Linked DNA regions of Danio rerio: region 1 is linked to region 2. The links are chromatin contacts, called in public Micro-C maps. All regions are on one chromosome and are shown on one strand. The core of a region is the stretch at or near the end of the contact, and the rest is flanking DNA. Distances in the headings are between cores, read along the strand shown.

Region 1 (3,909 bases), core at 500-2,999, 470 kb before region 2:
AAATGCAATGTCAGACATAATGCACTCAGTGGTGCTAGTGACGTCACTGTGAGGGGTGGGGTTGGGTGCATCTGCATCCAGACTCGTCTCCACTTCATACACCAGGAAGTTCTTAGTATAGACCACAGTGCTTTTCAATTTAGTTTACAATACATCATATTTTTTAACTTGCTTTTTTTTGTTTAAGATTGTAGTTGGGAAATTTCCCAGAGATGGGCATCCGCTGCGTAAAAATGTGCTGGATAAGTTGGCGGTTCATTCCGCTGTGGCGACCCCTGATTAATAAAGGGACTAAGCCAAAAAGAAAATGAATGAATGTAGGTGGGAAATTCACAAATATGCTGTAGAATTTATTTATTTTTATTTACTTTTTTCAAATTAGATTTACAAGCCTGATATGCACATTATATTTGCCAATAAAGCATACAGGAAGCATATATTGCTTAAAAATGAAGCTTAATAAACTTTATTTTTAATAGGGTTCAGAAAAATGCACAAACAAAATAGGCCTTGCATGCATGAACAGAAGAATTAATGAAATGAAAGAGAATCACAACAATAGGCAAAATTTAGAATCTATATACTGAAATGTACATGACTCTAATGGTTGGGGTGGGGCTAGACGTTAATGAAACACAATGGTTAATTTAATAAGTAATATGAATAATACTTGTTATAATTGCTGTTTTTATATTATAAGTTTAGGGTTGGGACAGGTGTTGATGTTAATAGAACACAATTAATGGGTTATTTTTGGATATAATTACTGTTTTTATGTTACTGTGAGGGTTAGGTTTGGGTTGGGGTATTGGGAGACATTAATAAAATACAATTAATGTGTGATTTAATAAATAATGTGAATAATACAAGATGTAATTGCTGTTTGTACATTTCTGTGATGGTTGGGGTAGTGGGACACGGTGATAAAATATATGTAATGGGTAAATTAATAAATAATATGAATAATTCTCGATGTAATTACCGTTTATATGTTATTGTGAGGGTTGGGTTTAGGGTTGGGGTATTGGGAAACCTTAATAAAATAGAATTATTGTGTAATTTAACAAATAATATAAACAATTCTCGATTGAATAACAGTTTTAACATTACTGTGATGGTTTGGTTTAGTGTTGGGGTAGGGCGGGTCCAAACTCGGTCCTGGAGGGCCTGTCCTGCTGATTTTAGATCCAACTTGCCTCAACACACCTGCTAGTCTTTAGTATACCTAATCAGAGCTTGATTAGCTGGTTCAGGTGTTTGGTTAAGGAGTTTGAAGCTGAACTCTCCAGCACGCTGAATCTCAAGCATCGAGTTTTACACCTCTGAGGTAGGGGAGACGTTAATAAAATACAATTAATGGGTAATTTAAAAACTAAAATGAATAATACACGTTATGATTACAGTTTTTATATTACTGTGAGGGCTAGGTTTAGGGTTGGGGTAGTGTGAGACGTTAATAAAATACTATTAATGTCTAATTTAATAAATAAAATCAATAATACTCGGTATAATTACAGTTTTTACATTACTGTGATGGTTTGGTTTAGGGTTAAGGTAGGGGTTGACGTTAATAAAATACAACTAATGGGTAATTTAATAAAAAATAGGTAAAACACTCGTTAACCTCCATCCGCGGCTGTATCCCTTCTAACAACACCCGCTAAACTCCGCCCACTCGAGGACCGCGTGCCGTTACTCCGCCTCTTAGTGGCGTCAGGTTGTGATTGCGGAAGTGCCCTGTCAGGATTATTGTAACGCGTGTGTGCGCGCTGCCAAACAAACACCTCACAGAAGTTAAAGAGATTTATTAGCGTGGAAATTCAATAATTTCGCAATGGCGGCTCTCAAATACGCCGGAATGGAGGATACAGACAGCGAAGACGAGCTACCGCCGGGCTGGGAGGAGAGGTCCACCAAAGACGGATGGGTTTATTACGCTAAGTGAGTTTTAAGACATACACACTACACTACACACATACAAACACACGACATGTTTGCTTTTACCGTCGTTCATTGCTGTTGTCGGGTGTTTCTGAGGGTATTTATCGAGTGATTGACAGCTGTCGCTAATCAATCAAACAATGTTATTGATATTTCAGTCATGAGGAGATGAAGACCCAGTGGGAGCATCCCAAAACCGGCAAGAAGAAACGCTGTGCTGGAGGTAGGAGGAGAACAGTTCCATCATCTCCAATAATAACACTGCCCGTGGTGTTTATTTCCCTCACAGATACACAAACACATCTCGCACTGCAAACACAAATATTTTCTTAGCTTGTGCCTTGTTTTTAGTCCAGATATCCAGGCACTGATGTCCACCTTCACACACTTAAACATCTCTGATTGAGCTCAAGTTGGTTTTATATTCAGTAATTTAGCATTTCAGAAAAGTGTTATTTGCTAATTCCAAGAGAGATCATATTAGCAGCCAACCACTATCACAGCACAACATTGGTCAGACCTGAATATAATTCCTTACTGACCTTAATTAATTGGTTGATTGATTGATTGATTGATTGATTGATTTATAGATTGATTGAATTTCCTCTGGCTTTTTTCCTCTATCAAGGGTCGCCACAGTCCAAACACATGTGCTATAGGGTAATTAGTGAGATGAATTAGCCGTTGTGTGAGAGAGTGAGTGAGTGAGTGTGTTTGGGTGTTTCCCAGTACTGGGTTGCAGCTGGAAGGGCATCCGCTGTGTAAAACATATGCTGGAATAGTTGGCGGTTCATTCCGCTGTGGCGACCTTTGATAAATCGGAGACTAAGCTGAAGGAAAATGATTGAATAATTAATTAAATGATTGTTTTGTATTTCATAGCTTTGCCATACGGATGGGAGCAGGAGACCGATGATAAAGGCCAAATCTTCTATGTGGAGTGAGTTGAACTTGATTTTTAAATCATCGCCTCATTTTATGAGTTGCGTTTAAATGGAGTATGTTTTACTGCAAAAGATTTTCTACAGTTTCTTTGACTTTGTAATTAAAGTTTTTTGATTTTTAAGCTGATAAATACCAGTTTTATTATTAAATCTGCATTTTCTTTGTAAAATAAAAAGTTGATTCAACTTAATTTTAAGGCTACCAGCTTCAGGACATGTTTGATATGACTCCACTTTCAACCCAAATACTGCACTTGACTCGATTTTAAATTGAGTAAACTCCATATCCTGAAGCTGGTTGCCTTAATTTTTAAGTGGAGTTTATTTATTTATTTATTTATTTTTTAATATAGAGTAGCAATGTATTAATTTTTAAAATGATGGGGCATGGTGATTTATTAGAAAAAATATTTAAAAAAGCATGATAATAAATGGTTATAAATATAATTAATTATATATTTAAGCTGTTTTTAGCAGTCTAAAAAACACTATTTTTTTTTTTTTATACACTATTTACCCTCATCACTATTTGATCTTTTTCAAAAATTGCCAAAATTGTTTAACAGCAGATTTTTACAACAATTTTAAACATAATAGATACTAATTTCTTTTATCTTTGCCATGATAACTAGTAAAATATGTGCTGTCATTTTGCAAGAGACTACGCTTCATGACAAAAGTCTTGTGATGGATCCCAGTTGTAAGAGCAACTCGTCTTCTAGTTGATCGTGTGTAAAAGTGTCAGAAGGTGGATTTCTCTGCTGAATCATCTGCATCCCATTCATCACCAATACTGCAGAAGATCTACTGCTACCCGCATGGACCAAGATTCTCAGAGAAATCAGTTAAGTTTGGTAAAGGAGAAATAATGGTTTGGGGTCTGCACTCAGTATGGAGAGATCTGCAGAGTGGATGATCAACATCAACAGCCTGAGGAATCAAGACATCTGTGCTGCCCATTACATTACAAACCACAGGACCGAACAACCACAGCAAAGAGTGCTCCAGGATTGGCCAGCCCAGT
Region 2 (3,928 bases), core at 1,379-3,878:
AACAAGTGAAATGATGAACTTTCCGCAAAACTACGACAGATTAAAGATCAAAATCTGCTTTATTTCCTTATCAGAATATGTGGAAATAAATACCGAGTGCGCATTCTTATATTAATAACACAAGTGCGTTTGATTTAACATGTATGGCATTTATTGAATTAAACGAGATGCTTGTACAGTCGATTAATCGATGTCAAATGTTAAAGCGTTCATTAATCCATGTTACACATGTTGGTATTATTAAGTTTACGACAGGTTTTATTTTCCACCTGATGCAAATAAAATATTTGAGTATTTTATCATATAATAATTAGATTTACAATCAGAGACAAATCCTACAAAATAAGCGCAGCGTTACGCCAAGAAAACCCTTCATTCTTCATTCATACAATAGTCTTCTCTTTAATGAGAATAATTATAAACAATGAACAGTTTGAATTCGGTCCAGCAATATGTGGAGAGACATATTCGTCAAATTGAGTGTGTTTCCTGACAGTTCCACACTGAAATAAGTTACAGTCGAGATGTAATGTCTCTATAATCACACCTGAGTGTGTAAAAGCGACAGGAGAGCTTGTCGCATGATGGATGAAAAGACACTTTTTTGCTCAGAGTCCCAAAAAAGTGTACGAGAGCAGACAATGGGGAGATGATGTTCAGGTAAAAGAAAGAAAAGAGCCAACATGACCAGCATGTGGAGCCGCGTCTGACGCACAAATAAATACAGCATAGAATGAGTTCATCACAACAACAACAACAACAACACAACAACAGCATTGTCAACAACAACAACACAACATGATGCGAAATCAACGTGAATAAAGTCAGTGTCGTTCATGAGCGCGTTCGTCAGGGCACTCGCCAAACCAGCAAGTTTATAACAACAACAAACAACGACGACAACAAAATAAAAGTCAACTTAAAGTTACGCAAGACATTGGAGAAGAAGAAATAAAAGCAAACGAAAAGCGCAATTGTCCATAAAGTCTCTAAACTCTAGCGGGATGAAATGTACAACATACTGAGAGATAAATCTAAACTCTGCTAAAAAAAGAAAAGAAAAAAAAAGAAAAGTTTTTTAAATTAAATTAAGAACAGACAGCAAGTGCACGCCCGTTACTCCGCGCGACAACACACGCGCGCGCGCCTGCCGAACTCGTTCAAGAAGTGGCGAGCAGAAACTCACATGAAAAACTCCGGGGACGACGGGTTGTTGTCGCTGCTGGAGCCGTTTTCTCGGAAGCCGCTGCTGATCAGCTTCTCGTATTTCTCCTTGTACGCGTCGCGCTCGCGCACCAGTCTGGAGATCTCCTGCTTGAGGTGGTCCACCTGCTGCATCAGCTGGGTCTTCTCGCCCTCCAGCACGTGCCTCTGCTGCACGCGCTTGTAGCGGCACGACTGCGCGTAGCCTCGGTTTTTCAGGGTTCTCCTCTTCTGCTTGAGCCGGATCACCTCCTCCTTGCTGACGCCGCGCAGCTGCCGGTTGAGCTCGCGCACCGACATGGTCACCAGCTGCTCGTCCGAGAAGCGGTCGTCCAGGTGCATGTGTCCCGGGTGTCCGGCCGACGCGCCGTTGGACTGCGCGCCGGGCGCCGCGTGGTGGTGGTGGTGCCCGGCGGGGTGGTGGTGGTGGTGATGGTGGTGGTGGTGCGGCGCTCCGTTCTGCGCGGCGGCGGCGGCGATCACCGCGGACACCACCGCGGCGGCCGAGCCCATCTCCTCGCCGGCCATCGCGCCGCCCGCGCCCGCCGCGCCTCCGAACTGCTGCCCGCGCGCATAGCCGTCGAAGCTCTGGAGCTGGTGACTGCTGCTGATCAGCGCCTCCACCGCGTCCTCGGGGCTGAAGCCCAAAGCCTCTGGGTTGAGCTGCTGTTGGTAGCCGGTCATCCAGTAAAAATCCTCCAGGTGCGCCTTCTGCTCGCTCCCGGAGCCCGGGCTGGGCGCCGAGAAGCTTGGGGAAGGGGGAACCGAGCTGCAAGGCGTGCTCATCGGGGTGGAAGACAGGGATCCCCCGGCGATCAGGCGGCTGCACTGGCTGATGCTGCGATCGGGCTCCACCGGCTCCTTTTTCACTTCAAACTTCATCAGATCGAAGTCATTAACATATTCCATGGCCAGGGGACTGGTGGGCAGGTCGGAGCTGCTCATTGCCAGTTCTGATGCCATCCTTTTGCTGTTGACAGTCCTCCAAAGGGGGTGAAGAGCAGCTGTCAGAGTGGTCGGGTTCGGGACAGCGTGAGCCAGCGTGATTTCTTTATTTAATTCTTCAAAAGCGGAGAAAAGGCTTCGCGAGCGGCCGCCGATTTATTTGTCAAAGTGACGCCGGTCTCGCGCGCGGACGCAGGAGCGCGTGCGTCTCCGGTTCCTCTGTCTTTGTGCGCGAGTGTGGACGCGTGCGTGCGAGTCCGGCCGTTTAACACCGCATGGCGCTTTTCTCTCTCTTTTTTTCCTCTTTCTCAATACTTTCGTTGAAATCAAGACCGTAACATGTGTGTGTATTCGTGCGTGTGTGCGCGCGCGTGTGTGTGTGTGCGCGTGATTGGCAATCGGACGCTCGGCTGGGAGGGGAACAAGAAGAAAAAAAAAGTACTCCGGGCTTGTTCTAGACTTTTTAAAGGATCACCGAGCATACGAGTATAAAAGCAATGCTGAGTTTTATAGGCGCCCTGACGTCAGGTTTGAAATACGAAATTGACTCGGACTCGTAGCCAATCGGCTCGCTCAATCCGGGACCTCATTTACATACGAGAGCAGAAACAAAAGTTTTCCGAACTGTCAGAAGTGACACGCGCATTAACCCTTTCCGGACGCGCGCCTGCTTCTCAAGTCAGACAGGTAACGCGGGTTTACTCTGCAATGCTCATGCATGATCAGATATTCCGACAGATATGATCAATATAATGATGATCACTGATACGGTCTTGAAAATACTCCATATATATATATATATATATATATATATATATATATATATATATATATATATATATATATATATATATATATATATATATACGCGTACTCACGGCTATATTAAAAAATGCTAGCCTTGTTTATCAATATGAAATATGATTCCACTTATTTAAACCATGGTAAAGTCTACAAATGCTTTGTTTTACTTGCATAACACTTGCATGTATTCAAATAAATCCCCAATCATGTTATTAATAACATTAAGATGAATGAATGTGTTATTAACACGTGTAACTGCTAAAGCACTGCAAACATGCACACATGTTCGCCACTGTGTACACTTTATATGTGGTTTTAATGTGAATATATTCATTTATCCTCTATTCTGAGTCTCCGCTGTCCCACAAAGCGCTTCTGAAACTCAAGAGCGCCTCCTGTCGGCAAGCGCAGATTCATGAGACGCAAAAACTGCACACACAGCTCTTTCACATGACATTACATTATGGTTTATTTCAAATTAATAGTTCATATGCTTACTGTGAAAGATGTACAATATACTTAGGGTAGAATTTAGCATTCTAAACATAATCATTAAAAAATAATCCATGATTCTTCACTTAAATATGCAATTATCCACAGAAAAATAGAAATATATTTGTATTTATTTATTTATTTATTTATTTATTTATTTATTTATTTATTTATTTATTTATAGGCTATATATATATACATGCCATTTATTTAAGTGTGTTGTGCAACATTTTATTTAATGACATTTTTAATTAGAGGTGATATTCTGATTTGGGTGACAATTCAGATAAATAAATGAGTGACTATATTAATAATAAATAATTTAATCAAATAAACATTAACATCCTTATTTGCATTTGACAAGTGGTGTTTACATTTTACAAATTATTTAATTTAAATTAATTTTTCATGTTTTATATACAAATTTTGTGTCTATATTTAATTTTATGTGAATAATTTATTAAAACACCAAGTTAAAAATATA

The links. A called contact is a pair of places that touch in the nucleus more often than the background predicts.
Region 1: a Micro-C map of caudal fin shows a contact between it and region 2, with 13 times the contacts expected there. The contact joins the promoter of wwox here to the promoter of mafb in region 2. A contact is called at or near these places in 2 of 18 Hi-C or Micro-C datasets (caudal fin and hematopoietic stem cells) and 1 of 4 datasets of contacts at active chromatin or transcription factors (embryo).

Annotation. Positions count from the first base shown.
Region 1 is chr25:39,786,864-39,790,772 of GRCz12tu, reverse strand. wwox (WW domain containing oxidoreductase) reads left to right here and starts at 1,749. Exons shown (of 9, transcript NM_200913.1): 1 at 1,749-1,941; 2 at 2,100-2,164; 3 at 2,824-2,881. The coding sequence starts at 1,835.
Region 2 is chr25:39,317,530-39,321,457 of GRCz12tu, reverse strand. It overlaps mafb (MAF bZIP transcription factor b), which reads right to left and starts at 2,628. Exons shown (of 1, transcript NM_001316669.2): 1 at 129-2,628. The coding sequence starts at 2,166. The coding sequence ends at 1,183.